Linked DNA regions of Mus musculus: region 2 is linked to region 1. Evidence: chromatin contacts called from public HiChIP or PLAC-seq data. All regions are on one chromosome and are shown on one strand. The core of a region is the stretch at or near the end of the contact, and the rest is flanking DNA. Distances in the headings are between cores, read along the strand shown. Region 1 overlaps Car5a (carbonic anhydrase 5a, mitochondrial). Region 2 overlaps Zfpm1 (zinc finger protein, multitype 1).

Evidence for each region. HiChIP or PLAC-seq counts read pairs in DNA pulled down with a chosen protein or histone mark.
Region 2: a contact with region 1 is called in an H3K27ac HiChIP or PLAC-seq map of oligodendrocyte precursor cells, with 4 times the contacts expected there. The contact joins two enhancer-like sites. A contact is called at or near these places in 3 of 39 promoter capture datasets (the 3T3-L1 cell line, frontonasal cranial neural crest and hippocampal neurons), 6 of 484 Hi-C or Micro-C datasets (the N1E-115 cell line, bone marrow-derived macrophages, cortical neurons and 1 more), 13 of 115 datasets of contacts at active chromatin or transcription factors (SST interneurons, bone marrow-derived macrophages, effector CD8 T cells and 7 more) and 2 of 9 other capture datasets (embryonic stem cells and pancreatic islet).

Annotation. Positions count from the first base shown.
Region 1 is chr8:121,933,685-121,937,638 of GRCm38.p6, reverse strand. All of the region lies in intron 2 of Car5a (carbonic anhydrase 5a, mitochondrial), which reads left to right. Among named protein-coding and RNA genes, the nearest start is that of Car5a, 9.2 kb to the left of the region's middle. Within about 2 kb of position 2,163, at least 72 of the 459 cell types and tissues checked have an H3K27ac peak or open chromatin away from gene starts, as enhancers often do. A contact at or near this core is called in the N1E-115 cell line and oligodendrocyte precursor cells, where this site is marked.
Region 2 is chr8:122,326,840-122,330,999 of GRCm38.p6, reverse strand. All of the region lies in intron 4 of Zfpm1 (zinc finger protein, multitype 1), which reads right to left. Among named protein-coding and RNA genes, the nearest start is that of Gm46056, 16 kb to the left of the region's middle. RefSeq lists an enhancer at 1,039-1,329. Within about 2 kb of position 1,314, at least 29 of the 459 cell types and tissues checked have an H3K27ac peak or open chromatin away from gene starts, as enhancers often do. A contact at or near this core is called in the N1E-115 cell line and oligodendrocyte precursor cells, where this site is marked.

The DNA.
Region 1 (3,954 bases), core at 914-3,413:
TGATTCTCAAGTCACTCTGGGGGTCAGGACTGGCTGGTCGCATCTACTGCCTCTACTGGCCCCTCTCCGTCTCACACCTCTGAGTTCACTCTCCCCCCACCTCCTAGCCCCCAACCCCTAACTCACCACCACCTACTCCAACTCTCACCTCCTCCCACCCCAAGACTAGCCTCACCTCTTGACCTTGATCTCTTGGTCCTTTTGCCTCAACCTCCCCAGGGCTAAAGTTCCAGGACATTCTAGGCCTTTAAAGATGTATTTATTTTATTTTATGTTATTTTTTATGTAAGTGAGGACACTCTCTCTGTCTTCAGACACACCAGAAGAGGGCGTCAGATCCCATTACAGATGGTTGTGAGCCACCATGTGGTTGCTGGGAATTGAACTCAGGACCTCTGGAAGAGCAGCCAGTGCTCTTAACCACTGAGCCATCCCTCCAGCCCCATTCTAGGGCTTTAATCTCAGGCTCTTTCCCCGGGGAGCTGCTTGTCCTGTCAGTTCAGACTTCTTTTGGTTGTGCACTGCAGAAACTACAGCCATTTTAAGCAAAGAAGAGGGAACATCGTTGGTGTCAATCCAGAAAAGCCTAGCACAGCAGGGTCCAGGGTGACAAATGACTCCCTGGGTGGATTTCCTAGAGGTAACAAAATGGGGTGGCCTCTGGTTGGCGCCACCTCCCAAAAGAACCCTGGGAGAAGAGAGGTCTGTCAATAGTCCTGGCTCTGGTGATGGCTCCATGTTCCACTGCTGATGGCCAAGCACAGCAGTTCCCACCAGTGTGCAGCCAACCTAAGGGTGACCCTGACTTGAAGCAAAATGTGCACGAGAGAGGGGAAAGTATCCTCTCACGGGACATCGAGGCCTGGCTCCCAGAAGTGTGGCTGGGGAGAGAAAGCCGACTGTTAGGGATCCTCACTCTCTTAACCCCGCTGACCTTGGCTCATCCATAACTTGATTGCTCCAAGGCCCGCAGCCTTGCACTGTGGGTGGACAGCAGCCTTCCAGTTTGACCTCAGCCTGACCCCACCCCTGGCGTCACCACCTTCCTCATCTGGATCAAAAGGATGCTCCCCACCCTGCGCAGACAGATGGAAAGAACCATCTGGGTGTCTTCCATCACATAAACTAACAGCGCATCCTTGGCTCGCATCGGCCCGGGCCAGTCTGCTTTCACTGTATCCATCCTGCGCCTTCCCTCCTCGCCTGGCTCGCTTTCTACATTTTTCTGTCCCTTCCATTTGAGTCCATCGGAAATCAGGAGCAGAGGATGGAAAACGCCAAGGGGGGGGGGGGTGGAGGGCAAGACACCACAGAAAAGTTTCCAGCCAGAATGAGGAAATGAACCTTCCACTTAAAACAAATAAAGAAAAGAAAAGGAAAACTGGATGGAAAAGAAAGAGCAGAAGTGTCCGTCTCCTGAGGTACCTAAGTGGATGGGAGGCACGGGGTGTGGAGGCAGTTTTATGGAAAGTGTGATTGTTTGGGTCTCTGTTTTGCCAAGTGCCAGCAACTGTAGTCACAAACCATCAGGAGGCATCAGACAGTTGCCCAGGAAGTCAGAGAAGGCAGAGGAAGCCTTCCAGGAGGTAAGGGATGCAGTCTCTTGTAGATTGTTAGAGGGATGAACTGCAGAGGCAGGTACTACATTCAAATGGCTGAAGACCACCAATCCAAAGGCCTGGGGGGGGGGGCAGCAGAGAGATGGTGGAGAGAAACAGATGGAAGCAGAGGACAGAGGGATGAAGGGGAGCCACCCCGGACATAGCAGCCAGGCCCGGAGGCTCAGCACTGCTGAGCCCCACGTGAGCCAGCTCACCATGTAAGTTTCACACTTGCAGGTGGCTCATCTTCTTTCCTGGGGATAGGGATGAGATTGGGGGGAGCATGAAATGATGCTCCAAGCAGCAAACTGGGCCATGGGCAGCAGAGAGTGTGTGTATCCGAGAGAGTATTACTCTACTCACCGGTGGATGGTGTAAGATCAGCCAGACCGTCAGTCTCCTTTGTTACTGAAGTCGCAGGCTGGCTCCACGGAACTGAAAGGAGGCATTGAAAACCTGGGTACCTGGAACCCTGCCAAAGGATTAAGCATTCAGCAGAGGACCTCTTCTTCGCCTGCTGTGGTCCCAGCCAAGTGCTGGCTGCATGCCCTTGTGATGCTGTCCACTAGAGGGACCGCCAAGAAGCAGGAAGCAGACATTAGCCCAGAGCTCAGGGTGGGCTTTCTCTGGTCACAGTGGATGTGGTCACTAAGACCTACTCAGTCAGTACAAGCAACTATGTATTGGTGATGCCCAGAGAACAGCTGCCGCTGAAGTTACTCTGTAACAATCCTGGAAAGAAAGAAGACAGTCTGAAGGGGATGCTTCAGCCATCAGACTGTGGAAACAAAGCACAACAGAGAATTATATTTTCCCCAGGAATTCCACACAGGAAGGGAAAGGCTGAATCCTGGCATCAGCCTCCCCCCAAACTCTCCCCCTCCCCCCCTGTAGAGAGATGAGCTGAGACAGTGGAAGGTCACTGCTGGGTAGGTCACAGAGTCTCTGCATATTTATACTCTTTGCATATTTAAACCCAAGCCTCCTGTCAGGTCCCAAGGGTGGTTGTTGGCAACACTGAAAACAGTTCCTTTCTCTGTATGATCTGTGAAAATATCTTTAAGTGGGATTTTAGGGAGGAGGGGCTGAGCCTAGCTTGCTGGGGGCTGCCAGAGCCCCCAGGCTTTGCCTGTAAAACTTCCCCGAATATTTTCACAGTCCACCATGGCCTCTGCTCCTCTAGGTGACAACTGACAGTCGCCACCAAAGCCAAGAGATCCCAAAGGAGCCCAAGTCCAAAACTGCTGCTGCTGGCCACCACAGGCCTGACTCCCAGGGTCAGCTTGTAAACTTAGAGCTCTCAGATTTTACTTCTGTCCACCAGGGGTCACCAGTTGCAGGTCAGAGAAAGGCCCTGCCTGACAAAACAAACCAAGAGGAAGCACCAGACAAATGGAGGCTCCTGCCTGGACAGGTGACCTGGAAATGAGGCAAGGAGAGCAGCAGCCAGGCCTCCTTCCTCATTTTTCTGGTCTCTACCGTGTCTCTCAACAGACCCCAAGCTCCAAGATAGCCCTCCACGGTCATAGCTAAGTGGGATGCCTTCTAGGGCATCTCCATTAGAGAGAAGGCTCCAGGGATGGATCCCTGAGCCTGACCAGGAAGGTGTAGATTGGTGAATTCAAGATGTTTCATAAAGCCAAGGAGAGACAAGTACTCAGAAGAGCCTCTTCTAGGGGATGCTGGCTCCCTTCTTTCTTCCTTCCATCTTTTTTTCTTTGTCTTTCTTGGTCTTTTGACTAGGACTCACTGAAACCAACTGGGAGTCACTATGAGACTCAAAACTCAAAATGTCCTCTGCCTCAGTCTCCTGAGACCTGGGATGGCAGGTGTGTGCCACCAGGCCTGGCTCTTGATGCACGATTTTTCTGAAGACGTGTCTGCCAATGTCCTTACAGAAAGGTCCTGCCCTGGGAGAAGCAGTGTCTGTTTCAGGTGCTGTGTCGGTCCCAAAGATGGAGGGTGTGATGGTTTGTATGTTCTTGGGCCAGGGAGTGGCACCATTTGGAGGTGTGGCCTTGTTGAGGTAGGTGTGCCACTGTAGAACTCTCAGCTCTGCCTGCACCATGCCTGACTGGATGCTGCCATTATCCCAACTTGATGATAATGGACTGAACCTCTGAACCTGAAAGCCAGCCCCAATTAAATGTTGTTTTTATAAGACTTGCCTTGGTCATGGTGTCTGTTCACAGCAGTAAAGCCCTAACTAATACAGATGGGAAAGAGCCCGAACCTGAATCATCATGGCTAATTTAACTAAAGCATGCTGTTAATCAAAGCAAGTTTTTAAAAATCCCTGTACACAGGCTGCCTTCCCCTAAAAGCAGGGTTTGAGAGGTCAGCACTGGATGAG
Region 2 (4,160 bases), core at 65-2,564, 390 kb before region 1:
CTTAACCCAAAGCTTAGAGCCCCTGCTCACTCCCGGCTCCTAAGAACCGCTGCGGTGGTCATGGCAATGAGCTCACTGGGTAAGGAAGATGACCAACAGGCTGGAACAGGAGGAGAAACAGGCTGCTGACTGTAAGGGGAACTGCCAGGACAGTGCTTGGCACTCCTGGGTCCCCTTGTGTGTGATGCCCACATAGGCTCTGGGGCCAAACGTCAGGGTTCAGGTCTGACCTTTCTCCTGTGACCCCTGTGGACCAACTCTTTACAGATCGCATTCACATGGCATATACAGAGCCAACAAGATAAGGCCTACTAGCTGGGAACTCCCAGTGACCCATGAGGTCATGACAGCCCAGCCCGGTGGCTTCCACGTCACCTGCCTGCTGCCACGTGGCTTGCCATGGAGCAGGGAGTGGAGATAAGCTGGTTCTGAAGGGGAGCCCTGGAGTCCTAGCAGGTAACACCTGCACCTCTGGCTTCAGTTTCCTGTATGCCAGCACGGTGAGGCCCACATGACAAAGTTGCTGTCAGGATAGGGGAAGGAATCCCCTTCCTTGTCCTGCCACCATCTCAGGGCGGTGGGAGAGCTGGGGGCTAGGGAGGCTGTGCCCTTCTCTGTGGGCCTTTCTGCCCTGGGCACAGATGAATGTGAGGATACAGGAAGCCCTAGAGCTGTGTATACTGGCCACGGCTGCTTACTTATGCTCTGCTTGAAGGATAACATGAACAGTAAGGCATCTCTGGACCTAGGTATTGCCTTGCACCCTGGACCTTGCTGGCAGTTGCCACACGTCCACTGAGGGAGTGCATTCTACCCAAGAGCCTGCTTCAGATCGGCTGGCTTCCGTCAGGAGGTGGCTCCCAGGGATGCAGGGGGTAGGTGAGCTTTCAAGGTCACAGTTGGATAGCACAGAGTAAGCAGCAGACGGGTGTGGGCAGCCACACAGGGGGCCTCTGACTCTCACAGGCTAGCTGTTCCTGGCCCCAGCAGATGGCTGTCAGTGAGGTGGCTGGGTCTGGCCCTCCCTGCCTCAGCCTTCCACTACTCTAATGAATATTAATGAGCGGAGGAGGGTGAGAAAATTAATCTGCCTGATCCTCTGATGGGTGCTGTGGTAACGATATGAAATCTAATTATTCGTCCCAATATTTCTAAACCCTCAAACTGAGACTGACAGCCTCGCGGTCGGTTTAACGCTTATCGCTCTCCGGAGCAGCGTGTTCACCGCATGATAAAAACACGAGCGCGCACACGCACGCCACTTTGCTGACGCTGCACAAGCTGCTCTTTCTGTGGCAGTCCCAGTGCATGGAACACCATACCGCACCCCCTTGCAGCACTGTGGCATGGGGTGCATGCAACCTTGGGGAGCAGTGCTAGGAGGGAGCAGTGGTTGCTGTCCAGCACATCAAGTCCCCAGGGAAATGGGCCATGAGTTCCTGGCTGCCCCAAAACAGAGGTCCTGCGCCTCCATGCAGGTCCCTTCTCTGTTTCCGTGTGTGTGTGTGTGTGTGTGTGTGTGTGTGTGTGTGTGTGTGTGTGTGTGTGTGAATGTCATTGCCCTGCATCAGGATAGGTTGGGGCTTGGGACAGGGCTTTGTGGTCACTCTTCTCCCTGTCTGGGTCTCTCAGGTAGGCCTCGGAGGAGGAGTTCAGCTCCCGGCCCCCGGCTCCTCTGTTCAGGTGTGTCTAGGTCAGAGAAGAGCCCTGGCATCTGTCCCACTCGCTGCCCCTCCAGCCATCATTTGTCTCTCCCTCCTGGCTCCAACTCTCCCTCCCCCCAGCCCTGGATGACATCAGCCACTTTAAATTCTCCTGTGGATCTGAGCCTGCTCCTGTTCCCCCAACAAAGAGGTCAGTGTCCGACTCTGCGGGCTGATAACCATCAGAAACCATCAGAAACCATCTCTGAGACGACTTTATCTGCGGCTGTTCCCAAATCTTGCTGCTCATAAAGCCGTTTTCAGGGAAGGTGAGCCCTCTCAGGTGGGCAGCTTGCTCCAAAAATGGTATCCCACACTGCTGCCTGGGCTTCAGGTCCCCATATGCTGGGGACTAGTGCTGGGGCCTGTGGTCACAGGGTGACTCTAATTAGGCCCTCTCTCCTGCTGATCCACCCTCCTTCCACAGTGATAACAGCCTATGGCTCCTCTCTTTTCCCCAGATGCCCATCGCCCACTTCATAGGTGTAGGGTTGAGGCTCACCGAGAATACACGCTGTGTACACAGGATTAGAACCAAAGTCTAAGAAGCTCTGCCCACCCCACTGTCACTGCTCATCCATGTACTCGCCCCTCAGTCCCTGAAGGCCAGCTCTGTGCCAAGGGCTAGAGACACAGTACATAGTAAAGGGGAAGGAGCAGGGCCTTTGAAGGGCCAGGGACAACAGGGGACAAGGGACCAGCAAGAGTGAGCTTGGGTTCATGTTAACTGCATTTCGTGTTGGGAGGAGAGCAAGGACGATGCTGGCCATCTCAGGCAGAGAAATGAGGGCAGAGATCACCTGCGGGGAGAGTCACAGGCGCATGGCTCATGCCATCCCTGCCAGCCATCCCTCTGTGTAGGGTGGGCCCTGCTGCTCACCTCCTGGCCCCAGCCTTTTACCTCAGGGTGGCTTTGGGGCCCAAAGATGGAGCTAGCTGCAGGCAGGTCTGAGGCCATAGCTGCTGCAGCTCAGGAGCAGATGGAGGAGCCTGAGGAGGGGTGGGAGCCTAGGATATTTTTTAAGCTTCTCCCTTAGCTGACGGGGAAACCAAAGATGGAGAAGAAGGGGGCTCAGGCCCCCACAAAGCCAAGAGCAAACCTAGACTGGGCCTGGTGACTGAGCCAAATGACACTCCTGACTGTCCCAGTCTCTATGGACTGGGCAGAATGGTGGCTTCACAGATGTCACCAGAATTGTGAGAGTGATCTTATTTAGAGAAAGGGTCTTTGCATATTTCATATGAAAATATGAAATCACCTGGAACAGGGTAGCCCAAATAACAAATGACATAAAAAAGAGAAGGTACAAGGGGAGATGGAGCCACATGAAGACCAAGAGTCCTGGGGCCACCAGACGCCTCAGGCAGCTCTGCCTCAAAGAGCACAGGACCTACTCTGCCCCTTAGGATAGTGGCCTCTGTCTTCAGCTATGACAGAGTGTACAGGGTGTGGCACTCGGGGTACATCTATGCCTGCTGTCAGGTTACAGCAGACAGCCACTTTCCAGCTGAGGTTTCTCAGGCTGGGCTGCTGTCTCTTTAAGGCGGGGCTTGGAATGCTTCCCCAGGCCAGTGAAGCAGGGCTCAAACTATATTTCACATCTGGGTAGAACAGCAGTGGGCACAGCTGGGCTGCATGCCCTGGAGAGGAGATGCCTTTCCTGGGTACCCTCCCTCCCTTGTTACACAAAGATGGGGATGGAAACCAAACTTCCCCAGCACTCCCTCAAGTCCCAGTAAGGTGAGTTTGGGCTAGCCTAGGCTCCCTCACTCCATCCCCAGATGAGAGGACCTCAGGCCATTAGGGACTGACCTAAAGGCTGGTCCACATGAAGTCACGCAGTCTGGGCCCACTTCAGCCTTTCTAGCATCTTTTCTTTTTCTTTTTTCTTTTCTTTTCTTTTCTTTTTTTTTTTTTTCTTTTGGTTTTTCGAGCCAGGGTTTCTTTGTGTAGCCCTGGCTGTCCTGGAACTCACGCTGTAGACCAGGCTGGCCTTGAACTCAGAAATTTGCCTGCCTCTGCCTCCCAAGTGCCGGGATTAAAGGTGTGCACCACCACGCCCGGTTCCTAGCATCTTTTCTTAATGCATCTGCCACCCCGCTCAGCAGTCACGGACCCTCCCCTGGCCTCACTGATGCTATGGTGGCCCCTGGCCAAAGTAAGCAAGCTGAGCAGGCAGACCAACATAGGCAGGCTGGGGTGAAGGGCTGTGCACTCACATCCACCTATGCATCCCTCCACGACCACACTTCTGTATCTGCTCATCGACTCTTCCACCCATCCATTCATCCACTCACCCCCCCACCCTCTATCTGATCACCTGTCCATCCACACATGTGCCCATTTATGAATACACATGTACACATTCACTTATCTACCAACCCACCCGCTATTCATTTATCCACCTACCTAAAATCTACTCATCTTTCTATCCATCTGTATACCATGTATACATC